Regions from separate parts of the Ovis aries genome. Here region 2 is linked to region 1. Evidence: chromatin contacts called from public Hi-C data. All regions are on one chromosome and are shown on one strand. The core of a region is the stretch at or near the end of the contact, and the rest is flanking DNA. Distances in the headings are between cores, read along the strand shown. Region 1 holds the start of NSUN7 (NOP2/Sun RNA methyltransferase family member 7). Region 2 overlaps APBB2 (amyloid beta precursor protein binding family B member 2).

Region 1 (6,950 bases), core at 1,737-4,236:
AGGTCCGTCTAGTCAAAACTATGGTTTTTCCAGTAGTCATGTATGGATGTGAGAGTTGGACCATAAAGAAGGATGAGTCCCGAAGAACTGATGCTTTTGAACTGTGGTGTTGGAAAAGATTCTTGAGAGCTCCTTGGACTGCAAGGAGATCCAACCAGTCAATCCTAAAAGAAATCAGTCCTGAATACTCACTGGAAGGATTCATACTGAAGCTAAAGCGCCAATATTTTGGCCACCTGATGTGAAGAGCTGACTCACTGGAAAAGACCCTGATGCTGGGAAAGACTGAAGCCAGGAGGAGAAGGGGATGACAAGGGATGAGATGGTTGGATGGCATCACCGACTCAATGGACATGAGTTTGAGCAGACTCCAGGAGATAGTAAAGGACAGGGAAGCCTGGCATATTGAAGTCCATGGGGCCGCAAAGAGTCGGACACAACTGAGCGATTGAACAACAAATGACAATAATTTATCTAAATGGAATCTGGGTTATTAAAAAATGTCAGTCACAAGACACTTTCATAAAACAGAAATAAAGATTGAGAGAAAGAAAATGATAATCTACCATACACATTACTACAACATGACCATCTAATCAATGGATTAATTTTACAAAGAATAATCTCAGGCTTTTATTACTGATTTCTAAAGGCAATCCATTCCAGTATTCTCGCCTGAAAAATCCCTTGGACAGAGGAGCCTGGCGGGCTATAGACCACAGGGTCACAAAGAGTTGGACATGACTGAGCAATTAAGCACACACAGCACACACAAAGGTAAGATTCAATACTCTATCAGGAAAAAATTGTCTATAATACAGTTTGGGCATTAACATTAAATATCAATTAACTGACACAGATGCCTAATGTGTATCTCACTATTGCAAGGAAAAAATCTTCAATGTTAATTTGACTCGTGATTTAAAGTACCAACACTCTGGTTGGTCTTTAAATCTAAGTTTTAAAAAAGAAGAGGAGGGAAGGGATGAAATAGAATCTGAAAGTTTAAACTGGAGGAGGGAAAAATGGCTAAGACAGATTTTAAAAAAAAAGATCACAAGCAGAAACTAAAGAAATGAAACTCAAAGAGAAGCTGCCTCTGAACATCACACAAATTTTTCTCTGTGATGACAAATTCCTGGCTTCAGAACTGAGCTACATCATGTCTGTAGACAACCAAAAACATACATTTATAGCTGAGTAATTAATGGGATATTTTAATTCAACTGAGCAATTGTTAACCACCTCTCAGCAAGGATGTGCAAGGCCCAGTATTAACAGTAAGTAAATGATGCATGTAATGCCCTTTCTAGGTGTCTCTTTAGGAAGTTTTATCATTTTAGCCATGCTGGTAATACTCCAAACATTTCTGGAACTTCTTCGGAACTTCTTTTCAGTCAGTATACAAATCAATACAAACTTTACAGTTTATATTGTATTATAGTTGATGGCTAGTACTAAAACCTGTCTCCAGGCCCTTTGACTACTCTCATAGGAAAAATATTTGGTTTTGTTCTGGAATCAACTCCATTCTCAGAAGTTGATAATTACCCACCATCGAGGAAATCTGCAACATTACACCTCAAATCCTGGAGGCAGATTAAAAGGGATTTCTACAAAAATTTGGAAGAATAAATTTACAAGCTTCCCAAAGTAAACAAAAAAAAATGGCAGTGAATAGGATCATCTTAATTTTGACCCACCTAAGCACAGGGAAATCTACAGTGGGAAACATATCTGACTGTTTTGCTGGAAACTCTCCTTAAAGCCTTGACATCTGCAACTGACCAAAGATATTCAGAAGCCTAAAAACAAAACCTGGTGTACGTGTGTGAGGGTGCGAGGAGGTTCGATGGACCTCACAAATTCTCTCATTATTCTCTTTTAGTGCTGTCAAAACTGGTACTACTCACACTTAAGTGCACTGAAAGCCAGCTCATAGGACAAACGCTGAAAGGATTCATCCTCGGATTCGGTTGAGGACGGCAAGGGCTTATTTCCATACTTTATTAAGGCTTTCTCTGGTGACTTTTCGAGTCTAGTGCCCTGAAAAATGTTCGCTGCCAGAATGTAAACGGAGTCCGGATAGCCAGTTTTTTCGGGTGAACCAGTTGAGCTGTTTTCGCCGCAGGCTGGGTCACCTGACAGAGCCAGCGAAGAGAGTTGGGAGATCTCAGCGGTTGTTTCTTCCAAAAACTCCAGTTCATTTGCGGAGTTAAACATGTTTGCCCCCCTGACTGTCCTAGGTAACTCAAGCTTGAATTACAATTCAGATGTTCCGGGAAATGGTTTTCCTTGTTCAAGCATCGTCTCTGTGAAAATAAAAAGATTATCCTGGTTAAACCACTATTTCCGCAGGACCACACTTGGTGACCCACCTCGTGTGGCCCTAGAGAGCCAGCGGTGGCATTCCCTGGCTGCCCCGAGCATCCCTTACTTCAAGCCGGGAAACCTCCACACACTCGCAAAGGGAGAGGGGTGGAGACGGCTCCGAATGGCCTCCGAAACTACGAGACCTTAACCGAGGCCCGTTTTGGTGCAGAGCTCCCCCAAGAGCCGCACCTGCGGCCCCTGGGGCGCTCCTTTCACTGGCTCCCGCGAGTCCTCCCTTACCCCAGAGGGCGGATGTTCCCCGGGGCTTTAGGAACAGAGACGCGGCAGCCGCAGCACTTTGGGCCCGGGTGGCTGGAATCTTACACAGTGCCCTCGGGGGCCCCGGGACTGCAGGGCTGCCGCGGCGGTCCGCGCAGGCAGTTTGGTTCAAATGAGCTTCTCCCACCCGCCGGGGTCGGGGCAGGGGGGTCGCGACCCCCGGCTCTCGCTTCGCTCGGGTTCCTGAGGGAGGATGCGCCTCAGGGCTCCGCCCGCCAGCACGGTAGTCTTCACGAATGCGGCAGCTGAGCCGGGTAGAGCACGAGGCTGGTGGGCCCGCCGGCTCCGGCCGCGGAAAGGTAGGCCTCCCCTGTCTGCGGCAGTCAGCCGGCCCAGGACCGGGGTCTCCGTGGCAACCAAGGGTGCGATGAGGGGGGAGGGAACGCTGCCAGAGGGCAGTTCCCGCGGGATTTGGCCAGCGCTTCCTTTTCTTCTTGAGTTGCTCCTCCTCTCTCACCCCGGACACCTGTGCCAGCCCCGCCTCACGTTGAAGGCCCCTGCGTAATTGGACTGCGCAGCCCTGAAGATCCTCGACTTCCCCAGGGTCACAAGTGACCCTTCTTCTCCAACTTGTCACCTGTGATCTCCTTGAAAGCAAGAATTTTGTATTGCTGACAACACCTAGTTTAGCGGATTAGCGGGCACGCAGGAAATGTTAAAACAGCTCAGTGTAGAACTGTTGAAGAAAAGAAAAGGTAAAAAAAACAGACAAGTTGACTGTATTTCCACGCTTTTTAGAACAATAGATACCACAGATACCACATTAGATGGACCCTTCCAGGAATGACTGTGCTGCGCTTAGTCGTAGTGGACTCTTTGTGACCCCATGGACTGTAGTCCTCCACGCTCCTCTGTCCATGGAATTTTCCAGGCTAGAATACTGTACTGGAGTGAGTTGCCATTTCCTTGTCCAGAGGATCTTCCCAATCCAGGGATGGAACCTCCGCCCCGTCTTCCGTTTTCCTAAACTGCAAGCAGATTCTTTACCCGTTGAGCCACGGGTGAAGCCTTCCAGGGCAAGCTGTATAAAGATCTTTGCCAGCTTCCTTCCCAGGAGCTGCCTGAAAAGAAAGATGTTGCTGAAATAGGCCTACAAACAAGCAAATTCACACCCCTTAAAGTATAGAATGGCTCTGGGGATGTATATGAACTTCCCCCAAAGGGTTTTAATATGGCTACTTTAATTTTTGAGTGTCCTGGAGAGAAGTCTGCATCCTAACTCATCAAAGAAAAACCAGCTGTGCTCAAGTTTTAAAGGTAGTGGAAAAATACTTTAATTTCTAGAATAAAAACCAACTGACTGAGATTTAAGTTTATGTGCATCTTAAGCTTTTCATTGATTGCCTGTTAACCTGTCTCCAAAGTGCAAGTTCTAAAACTGGAGAAAAAGAAAAGGTTGCATTTTTCCTCTACTGTATACCATTTGTGTTGCTGCTTTGAAACTTCTCCAACAGACTTCAATAGGTCTAATTTTTGAGAGCTTCAATAGCTCTCAAATTTTTCTTACAGTACGATTCAATGAACAAATGCAAATATGAATATATAAAGATCATGTGATGAGTAACATGTATGTACTTCACATTTCTTGCCTGGTTTAGAAAAGTCCTAGGTTTTAAAACAGAAATGGGCATTGGATTGTGCATCTTGACAAATTACATTTCAAGTTTTAAGTGAAAACAATTATGAAATCATTTAAAAAATAAGATTTTATTTTATTGAAAATAAAATAGATGCTAATATCTACTTAAAGAAAAATCTGCTAGATACTTGGTCTCCATTTTCTATATGAAGCAAAAACCAAAGCCTACAAGTTGAATGAAGTTCTTCATTTTGGACTGAGATCAAAGTCACAGGAAAATCTTGCAAGTGCAAGCCCCAAATTCAGCAAGAAGTATGGTAAATATACTTGAGTAAATACCTTATTTGCTGCTGGTTGGGAATCTCAAACTTTGTTCATCTTCTTTGTAGAAGTGGTCCAATCTGGAAAAGAAACATAATTTATGTAACTAAGATCAGTATCAGAGAAGGCAATGGCACCCCACTCGAGTGTGCTTGCCTGGAGAATCCCAGGGACAGGGGAGCCTGGTGGGCTGCCATCTATGGGGTCGCACAGAGTCAGACGCAAGTGAAGCGACTTAGCAGCAGCAGCAGCAGCAGCAAGATCAGTATAGTCGCTCAAGAGATTCTAAATTGTGTTCACTGGTTCTTTCTCCATGTGTTAAACAGGAAGGGCTAGACTTTGGCATTTGGTTTACTATCTCTGTAACCTTAGGCAAGTCCTTACATCCCTCAGCTTCCGTTTCTAGACCTATAAGGCAGACTGAATAATAATGCTGCCTTTGAGGAGGTTTGTGAGTATTTAATGGAATGATGTATGTCAAGATTGTCTGGAAAGTAGTAGCTCAATAGTTAGTTCCTCCTTTCCCCCTCTATTGTTAAGAAGGGGAGAATGGATATTGGGGAACTATTAGTAGCAGTTTGCTACAAATTTGTTTGCCCTACCCCATCAGCCACCAGTTCACTCACTCCCATTATTCTCAATGTGGAGTCTCCCCTACTTTATGTTCCCATAATATTTTGTGTATGTATATGTGCATTCATTCATTCATTTATCAGATATGTATTAAATTCTTACCATGTGCCTCACACTTTCCTCAGTCCTAAAGGTTAAAAAAAAATGTATAGAATGATTGGGGACCTTACTCTCAGGAAATTAATGGATATGTATACTTATATTTTGAGACACTTTATTTTTTATTGTATATATTTTTTTTTATTGTATACACTTCTGCCATCCTTACTTGCACAACCTGAACAATACACACACTCTATAAAATAGTTTTATTGTGTCTTTTAAGTTTTATTATTTCTTTTTATTCCCAGAAAGAGCAAAATATCACTCTTTCACATGCACAGATTATAAGTATGAAGGTATCTTTAAGGGTCATGGTATATTTTATTCTGCATCACACAGTACACAGTCTGATCTGTGGAAAATGTGAGATAAAAAGCTAGCTATAAACTTTAAAATACTATTGTTTTTCAAAATATAGTTTGAGTAGCTCTTGTTTGGTATTTTGTTTGTTTTTTTAAATGATATATCAATGTGACAACTCACTGTATTAAAAACAAGATTTAATGAGAGTCTTTATCCCCAAAGTAAAGCTTAGGCCAACAGTTGTGGGTTAGTGAATTCGTGGTTACTATTTACTCTAACCCTGACTCCTTACCTTTCCTGGTTTATGGGCTCATTGTGGACTTAAAGTATTTGAGGGGAGGACTAGAGGGAAGCATATCAAATCTCAGTGAGCACTCTACAAAAGTAACCGGAGAGATAGGTATGTGGATTCAGCTGTTGTGAAAGCACATATGAAAAAATATAGTATTTGTTTAAATTGCAATCTGTAATATGATCAGAACATTAAGTCAGAGACGATGTAGAAAATTAAAGTTTAGTTACCTGGAGCTTTCTGCAAAGGAACTTAAAGGAGTAATTTTCTTTCCCCAGGGGGTAGAGTATATTAAATATTTGTAAATTAACATTCCTTGTATTTGAATCAGAGTAGCTCCTGTGTGTTAGTCAAGTAGGTATTCAAAAAACATTTGCTCTATGTCTGCATTTCCTTTGCTGCCCTGCAAATAGGTTCATCAGTACCATCTTTCTAGATTCCATATATATGCGTTAATATACAATAATATACTCATGGTTGATTCATGTTTGATGTATGGCAGAAATCAACACAATACTGTAAAGCAATTATCCTTTAGTTAAAATAAATAAAAAACAAAACTAAACAAAAACACATTTGCCCACTTGCTTCAGTTTGATCTGGGCATAAAAAGTTGTGCTCAGTTTCACTGCAACTTGTTATAGAAATATAAAAAGTGTATGAAACAAAGAATTTTAACTTATGTTCTTAAACATCACAGCACAATTTATCATTATGGCTACTGAGAAATAGTACTACTGATTTTTTTTTTGTACAATAATTTTTTTCCCTTAATCTTTTTTATTTGACACAGCTATCTAATGTTCCAGCCTGGACCTAAGCTTTTCCCAAGTCTGAACTTTAGAGCTGATAGATACTGAAATAGCCTATTCCAGAGGAGGAACGAGGGATAGACAACCCAAGAAGGCAGGAAACTCACTTTGAGGTAAAGAGCATCAATCTTCTGATGGTGTGTGAGTGTTGATGTGAAGGAATACTTTGCATTATTCAAGTGTTTCCTATCCTAGTCCTTATGGAAACTTGTTTCAAGCAACTTGAAAAGGAAATGCAAAGATCCCTTTGGGAAAA
Region 2 (6,950 bases), core at 1,409-3,908, 120 kb before region 1:
CTGCAGGAAGCAGAAAATGAGTACTGGAAGGCATGGCCCTTGAAGTTGTGGGTCTTAATGAAACGTGGGGAGACGCACTATGGTGTCCTCCTGTGGCATTTCTGACACGCCCACCACTGGTCTCAGGTTAAAGGGAGCAGAGCCTCCGAGGGAGCAGCCCTGGCTCCTGTGGCACCTTCCTCTTGGGCAGTGTCTCTCCAGCAGATGCACGTGCGCACATGAACTGCAAGGGCATCTCCCAGAAGCTTTCCCCAGGACCCGGGGTCCTGAGTAGCTTTTGCAGTTGTTGTAGCGATGACCTTCTCTTCTTGGTATTTCTGTAAGAGGCCTCATGGGCACCGTCAGTGTGCGGGAGCTGTTCCATTCCACATGGGGTCTGCACCGGGTCCCAGGTACCTCGGTCCTTCCCCTCTAGGACCTGAGGATCCACATTCTGCTAACGTTTTCAGTATTTTGGTGGGATATTTTTTTGAGAAAGTGATTAACGATTCAGGAAGGAGGCATACCGTCTGGGTATAGGGGCTGAGACACAGAGAATGTTAAACTAGACTGAATGTGGTCACTTTGGGACACTTCGCTGCATTTCTTCATTTTGTTATGAAGTGCGGTTATGGAAACTTTAGAAGATGCTGAGAGTCAGCCTGTTGGCTCCACAGAAGTGTGGCACCTCGTTTGCCCCTCCTCTCCTGGGAACATGGTCCCTTCAATTGATGTGTAGCTCAGGAGGGGACCTGCGTCACAGGTTGCCGTGAGATACTGCAGTTCCAGCCACCTAGTAAACCTGGCAGTTAACCGCTAGGTAGAAGCTGTATCCAAACTGCCCTCATATGTCCCATGAACTTCTTTATAAATTTTTGGATTTTTTAATTTGTTGCAACATGCATATGATACTTTCCATATTTTAAAAAAAATTGAATACCTGAACTTTTAAAAAGAAGATGAGCATGATCTCAAAATGAATATCTCTAAATGATAAAAGAATAAATTGAATTTGTGCTCTGTTTTCTTACAGGTTCATTATTCTGTAGACTTTTCAGGATTTGGTGCTAATAACAAACACTGAGATTTGTTATGATAAACACACACCCCCACCCTCCATTTTCCTTCATTTCTGGGTATTAGAGAATACATTTTGCCCCATTGTTATTAGAAACAAGTGCCAAATATGTATTTAATTCTTCTCCCTTCTATTGTCTTTTCCTAGGTGCTTAATGAGTAACAAATCTCAGAGAGGTTACTCCTTGTGAGAACCCTCTGAGGTTCTTACTATTGAAAAATCCTGCCTGATACTAGATAAAAGATACTGATACTGCCAGATACTAGAAAAAAAGAGCTTACAAATGTTTAAACCCACTAGCCCTATCATTCTACTTCTAATAATTGGTTCTAAGAAAAAAAACTGAACACACAGAAAGGTAGGCAAGAATATAGTTATTACTACATTTTTTAGTAGTAAAAAATAGCCACAATTAAATTTTTCAACAATCGAGAATTAGTTATTAAATTAGATGACTGAAGATTTTATAGTCATTGAAGACACATTATGCACATTTTGTAGAGGATCTTAGGCTACCTGTGGCCAGTAAGTAATCTCCAGATCTCTGATTTTCTCCTAGTGTTTCGCTGTGCGCTCTCTGGGGTGGGTGGAGATGGCAGAGGAGGACCTCGCTCCTGGCAAGAGTAGTGTTGCCGTCAACAACTGCATCCGGCAGCTTTCCTACTGCAAAAACGACATCCGAGATACAGTTGGCATTTGGGGAGAGGTAAGTTACAGGTGAAAATAATTAATGTCAGACTTGCTTGCATTCCTGCTGTGCCTATGAAACCCCAGAGCCGAGAGACACAGGACTGAGAGCGCTGAAGGTTTTTATTGGGTTCCAGGGATGTTCCACACTCGGCCAATCATTCTCGCTTTAGGTGATCAGCCAGCAGTGGTCCCTGGTTCAGTCCTGTAATACGGAGATTGTTGGTAGGATTGACTGATGAAGATGGCCTTTGTTGCCTTTGTGAGGACCTGAATCAATCCCAAGGAAATGCTTTGTGTGTGTATGTGTGTGTGGTGGGGAGGAGCAGGGTGGATTTGATCTCCTGGTGGGTGGAAATTACGCTGGGGGCCACTCCCCACTGGGTCTGGCTGCAGATTTCTTTTAGGCTGCAGCCAATGACCCAGTTCCTGGTGGGAAAGAACAAAGAGAGAGAGGAAAAAGGCACCAAAAATTCCCAGTCAGCTCTCAGTTATCCCAAAGCAGGTCACCTGGTTAGCCTCCGGGGGCCCTAGGACCTGCCCTGCTCACGGGGCCCCAGCTCCTCAGGACTCTCGATCACGCAGCTCCTGAGCATGTGGCAGCCCTCAGCTGAAAGCGGGAAGAAGGGAGCCTGGCCTTCACTGGGGGGACAGGTTGGGGAACTGCAACCCTCCCCTGTAGCTTGGCTCGTCCTCTTGGCTCTGCCAACCATTACCTAGCTGCTCACCAGCTACCCAGCCTCCATGAGGTGCTGGGAGACAGAATCTCTCTAGGACCTCCACCTCAATCATGATTAATCTACATTCTGGATAATTAGCAGCTGGCTCTTTGCCCAGGGTCTGGACACAACTGTGCCATAGAAAGAAACTGCCCACACGCAAGCCTTGTGAGATGCAGTTCCCAACAGAGACACTGGGAGGCGCTTCAGGTCTGAGGCGGCCTGCTGTCTGTTGCTCCAGGCTCTTGTACGGTCAGTGCAATTTACCTGGAAGTAGCTCTCTTCCCCTTTCGGAAGATTTCAAATCATCCTGGATCTCAGTTGTAGATGCTTGGCTTAACTAAGCACTGACGAGCGGAGGCATTGCAACAACCATGTCTGCCTCCTCGGCAGCAGAGCTTACGTTCACTCTGAAAACTTGTGATGGGACATCATTCTTAAAACCCAGACCAAGGAGCAGTTTATCTGTCCCGCTTTGGAATTTGAAGATTGGCCAAAAAGCCTCACCATTCTTCCCCGCTAGACCATCCTGGTGGAGAAGAAAATGGTACCCACTCCAGGATTCCTGCCTGGAGAATCCCCATCGACAGAGGAGCCTGGCAGGCTACAGTCCAGGGGGTCACAAAGAGTTGGACACAACTGAAGTGACTTAGCATCACATAGCGTAGCACAGACTTCCCTGGCATCCACGCCACAGCATCTGGGCTGACTGTGACCTTCAGTGGACACAGCCTTTCCGTCAGACAGCAAACATTTAATAATTTCCTAAAATGCCTGAGGGTTTGCAAGGGGAATGAAGTTGGATAGGCTAGCGTTCCTGCCCTCAAAGAGCCATTAATACATGGGGAGACAGAAGACCAGAGCCTGAACAGTGATGCTGGAAACCTCCCCCTCCCCAGTGATGGTATCACTGCAGCACACCCCCTGTGGCTAAAGGCATCTCGGCCTCTGTGTCAGATAATGAGCAAGTCACTTAACCTGTAAGCCTCGGTTTCCCCATCTGCTAATTGGAGATAATAACAAACCAAGCTCTGAGGCAAGTGAGAGCATTCACGAGCCAAGGAGCCTGAAGCGTGCTGTAATATCTGAGATGTCATAAAGGCACATCAGCATTAGCTACTGAAGCACCGAGAAGTGTCACACAGCTGTGCCTGCTATTTACCGGGCAAATCACACAGATCAGAAGTGGTGTACAAACCGAGAAGAGACAGCCCTTGTTGTGGGTCCAGGAAGTCCATCACAGGGATGGCTGGTAGGGTCTGGGCAGAAGGGAAGGAATGGGGACAGAGGGGTTATGAGAGGCTGGCCCACCTGGAGTTAGTAAGAGACCAAATTCTCCAGGGAACCTACCATTAGCCTTTTTTCTTAGAGTAAAGATTCAAAGTATAAATAATTAAAAATAAGAACCAGCTCAAAAGCAGGCTAGGGACACATTTCAGAGGATTTGGAGAAGGAGAGAGAAATTGGGCATGTGAGGGGAAGATGATGGATTTATAAATATTTTAATCAGGAGAGGATGTTTCTCCCTTAAAAAACAAAGTTCAGACCCAGGGGGCGATATTTTGATCATTGAAGCGACATCCCTGGGTAGCCACAAACGTCCTGAGGATGCATAGTTTTGTGCAGAAGGTAAGCAGTCTTCTCATTGAATCCCAGGGGAAGGACATGTACCTGGTCCTGGAGAACGACACGCTGAGCCTGGTGGACCCCATGGATCGCAGCGTGCTCCACGCTCAGCCCATCGTCAGCATCCGCGTGTGGGGCGTGGGCCGTGACAATGGCCGGTGAGTGCCCCACGTGTCCTCTGTCACCTCGCCAGGTGGCCCAGTTTTAGCTTACCGCCAAGATGGAGCCTTGCTGTTACTGCATGTCACTGACTATGAATCTAGACAGTGAACTCTCTGCAGAAATGTAAAAAATGAAAGCACATGTCTATCCCAGCCTCATAAACCAAGCTACTTCCGTTTCCGGTTTCTGTCCCTCAGACCTTTTCCAGCCGTGGACCCTGCCTCTGGTTCTGCATGTTTCTCCACCTACCCATCCCATCTAAGTTCCCAGCTCATCCAGACTCTTGGCACTCTCACCTTATTTTTTTCCCTCTTCTCTGCAGTCTGTTTTAAAGAGTCTCAGCTATTTCAGATGCTCTGCTATTGGTATTTTCTTTGTAGAGGGCTTGTTGGAAGGGAGAGGTTGAACAGCCTCTAATCACAAGCTTTTTTTTTTTTTAATTATTTTATTGAAGTATAGGTGATTTATAATGATGTGTTAATTTCTGCTATACAGCAGAGTGATTCAGTTACACGTGTGTGTGTATATATATATATTCTTTTTCATATTCCTTTCCACTATGATTTATCACAGGATATCAAATATAGTTCTCTGTGCTATACAAGAACCTTGTTGATCACAAGCTTTAGGTCATTAATTCATGCTCATCAGGAACTTATGGAGTTTGAAGCTGGCTGAACATTTTTAACATTTTAAATGTCTGGTCATACCAACATTCCATTCAGTGTGTTTTTTTCTGAAATTCTACTGAATGTTTGTCGTTTCCAGCAAGTACTTCCCACTTAGATGTGTTGTGAACCTTTTTGTTCTCCAGAGTGACTGGAAACAGGGAAGTTCTGGTTTTCAAGTACATGTTCTAAGTAATAAAGTGGCAGGTATCACAGACTTCAGACTTTGATACTTTATTAAGTAATCAGGCTGCATGAAATGCATCTAACTCTTGAATTATAATTAATCTTTGGTAACTCTCAAGGTGCCCGAAGATCTCCTAGCATTTAGGGACAAGCTGTAGGATGATTTATTACTTTGTTGAAAATGGACAAGAGCATTGTGGAAGCTGGTGAAATCCCAGATGACAGAGATGGCTCTCTGGAGCCTGTGACTCCATTCCTGGGTTTTCTAGTTCATTGGGTTGTGTGGTCCTCTAGGGGGTTCAGCCTTGGCTTCACCCAGCCTCAGGCAGTAGCAAATTCAATAGTGTTTTGATTCAGTTCCAAATGCTAAGCCTGAAAGGAAAATGGATAAGCATTCATCAAAGAACAAGCATTTTTGCTGGAACCAGACATAGAAATGGTTGCAAAAGAGACAGGTGGAATGTCCTTTGATGGCTGATTGGATAAACCTTCCGGGGAGCACAGCTGTATCTTTGAGCTTCTGTAAGAGTGATGAGCAGTGACAGCTGTTCCAGGTGCTTTGAAGGGAGTAAGTAGCTAGATTATGCATCCACACCTGTCACTCACTTGCTTGGCAGAGCTGGAGCACTGAAATTAAAGGAAAATACATGATGATGTTTGTACATATTTAAAAACGTTTAGCCTTGATGGAAGAGTATAGGATGCTTGATCCTTCCCTACTTCCTATCCTCCATGTTTGTTTTTAAGACAGGAGCCGAGGTGAAGATCACTATATGCATGTCCAGCTGGATGGGGTTGTGTTTTCTTAAGGTTAGCTTGTGAGTGGATTTCATCAATGAGGTTTTCAGGTCACCCCAGTTCTTTAAGGCCAAATGCTCTCTGTTCAGGGTGAAAAATATGATTCAAATTCCAGTGGACAAAATTATTCAAGCCCTGAGCTCAGTTTCTCTCATGTGTGAAATGGGGATGATAACAAGGACCACGAAACATGTGTATGTTTATGCCTGTGTGTATGTATAGTAATCGGCATGGAGATGGGGATATAGAAAACGCTTAATGCACGTTAGCTTTGATTTGTTAAAGCAACATCCACTTGGACAGACAGCTAATTACATGGTTTCCTTTCAAACAGAGGGTGAGGGAGGGATCAGACCTCAGGGAGGTTTTGAGTATGGTTTATCATTTTATAACAGAGGGCCAGAGGCTGTTCTAGATGCTGTGTTCAGTTGTCCTACAAAGTGGAAAGAACTACCCACCCCTCCACTGCACCCAATGATATTGGTATAGATTAGGTTACCTTGCCTTGGTTATGTTTCTGAAATGTGCACTGGGTTACTTCTGTTCTTTAAACCCCTTCTTGTTCTTACTCAATGTTAGCAGGTAAGTGTAATTTAGAAATACACTGAGGGTTCCACATTAGCTTTCAGGACCTCAGGAAGCTCCTGCATTGGCTGGGGGGCCCTTGAGCTGGGCTGCTTTTGGAAGCAGTAAATTAAAAATATGTCTTGTCAGTGAAAGTTTCAGTTTCTCCCCATTGCAGTTTTATGCTCTGAAAGAAGGGACCTTTGTATTCCAGATTTTTTTTTTTAAAGATACTTGGTTTTGCTTTTGATTCCTTTTTTTTCTTTTTTTCCTTTACAGCAATTTACAAGAGCAAATTCAATTTGTAATGCTGCGAAGGGACTTACACTTTGCATGAATAAAACATAAAAGTGTTTCATTTTGCTTGCAAAAACAAGTCCATTTCAAATTCTCTTTTGTAACTTCCCTTGCTGAGAAAATGGAATCTCTTAGGGGATTTCTTGATGTGGTTAAAATGAATATGAAAAGTATGTATACCAGAGG

What was found. Hi-C and Micro-C count contacts between places; a contact is called where the count stands out from the background.
Region 2: a Hi-C map of hypothalamus shows a contact between it and region 1, with 7 times the contacts expected there. The contact joins the enhancer-like site here to the promoter of NSUN7 in region 1. A contact is called at or near these places in 14 of 16 Hi-C or Micro-C datasets (blood, hypothalamus, liver and 7 more).

The regions. Positions count from the first base shown.
Region 1 is chr6:60,375,517-60,382,466 of ARS-UI_Ramb_v3.0, reverse strand. NSUN7 (NOP2/Sun RNA methyltransferase family member 7) reads right to left here and starts at 2,986. Exons shown (of 12, transcript XM_027970950.3): 1 at 2,698-2,986; 2 at 1,914-2,312. The coding sequence starts at 2,223.
Region 2 is chr6:60,495,864-60,502,813 of ARS-UI_Ramb_v3.0, reverse strand. APBB2 (amyloid beta precursor protein binding family B member 2) reads left to right here. Exons shown (of 18, transcript XM_060417057.1): 11 at 1,617-1,763; 12 at 4,120-4,247. Among named protein-coding and RNA genes, the nearest start is that of NSUN7, 120 kb to the right of the region's middle. Within about 2 kb of position 2,658, at least 8 of the 54 cell types and tissues checked have an H3K27ac peak or open chromatin away from gene starts, as enhancers often do. A contact at or near this core is called in hypothalamus, where this site is marked.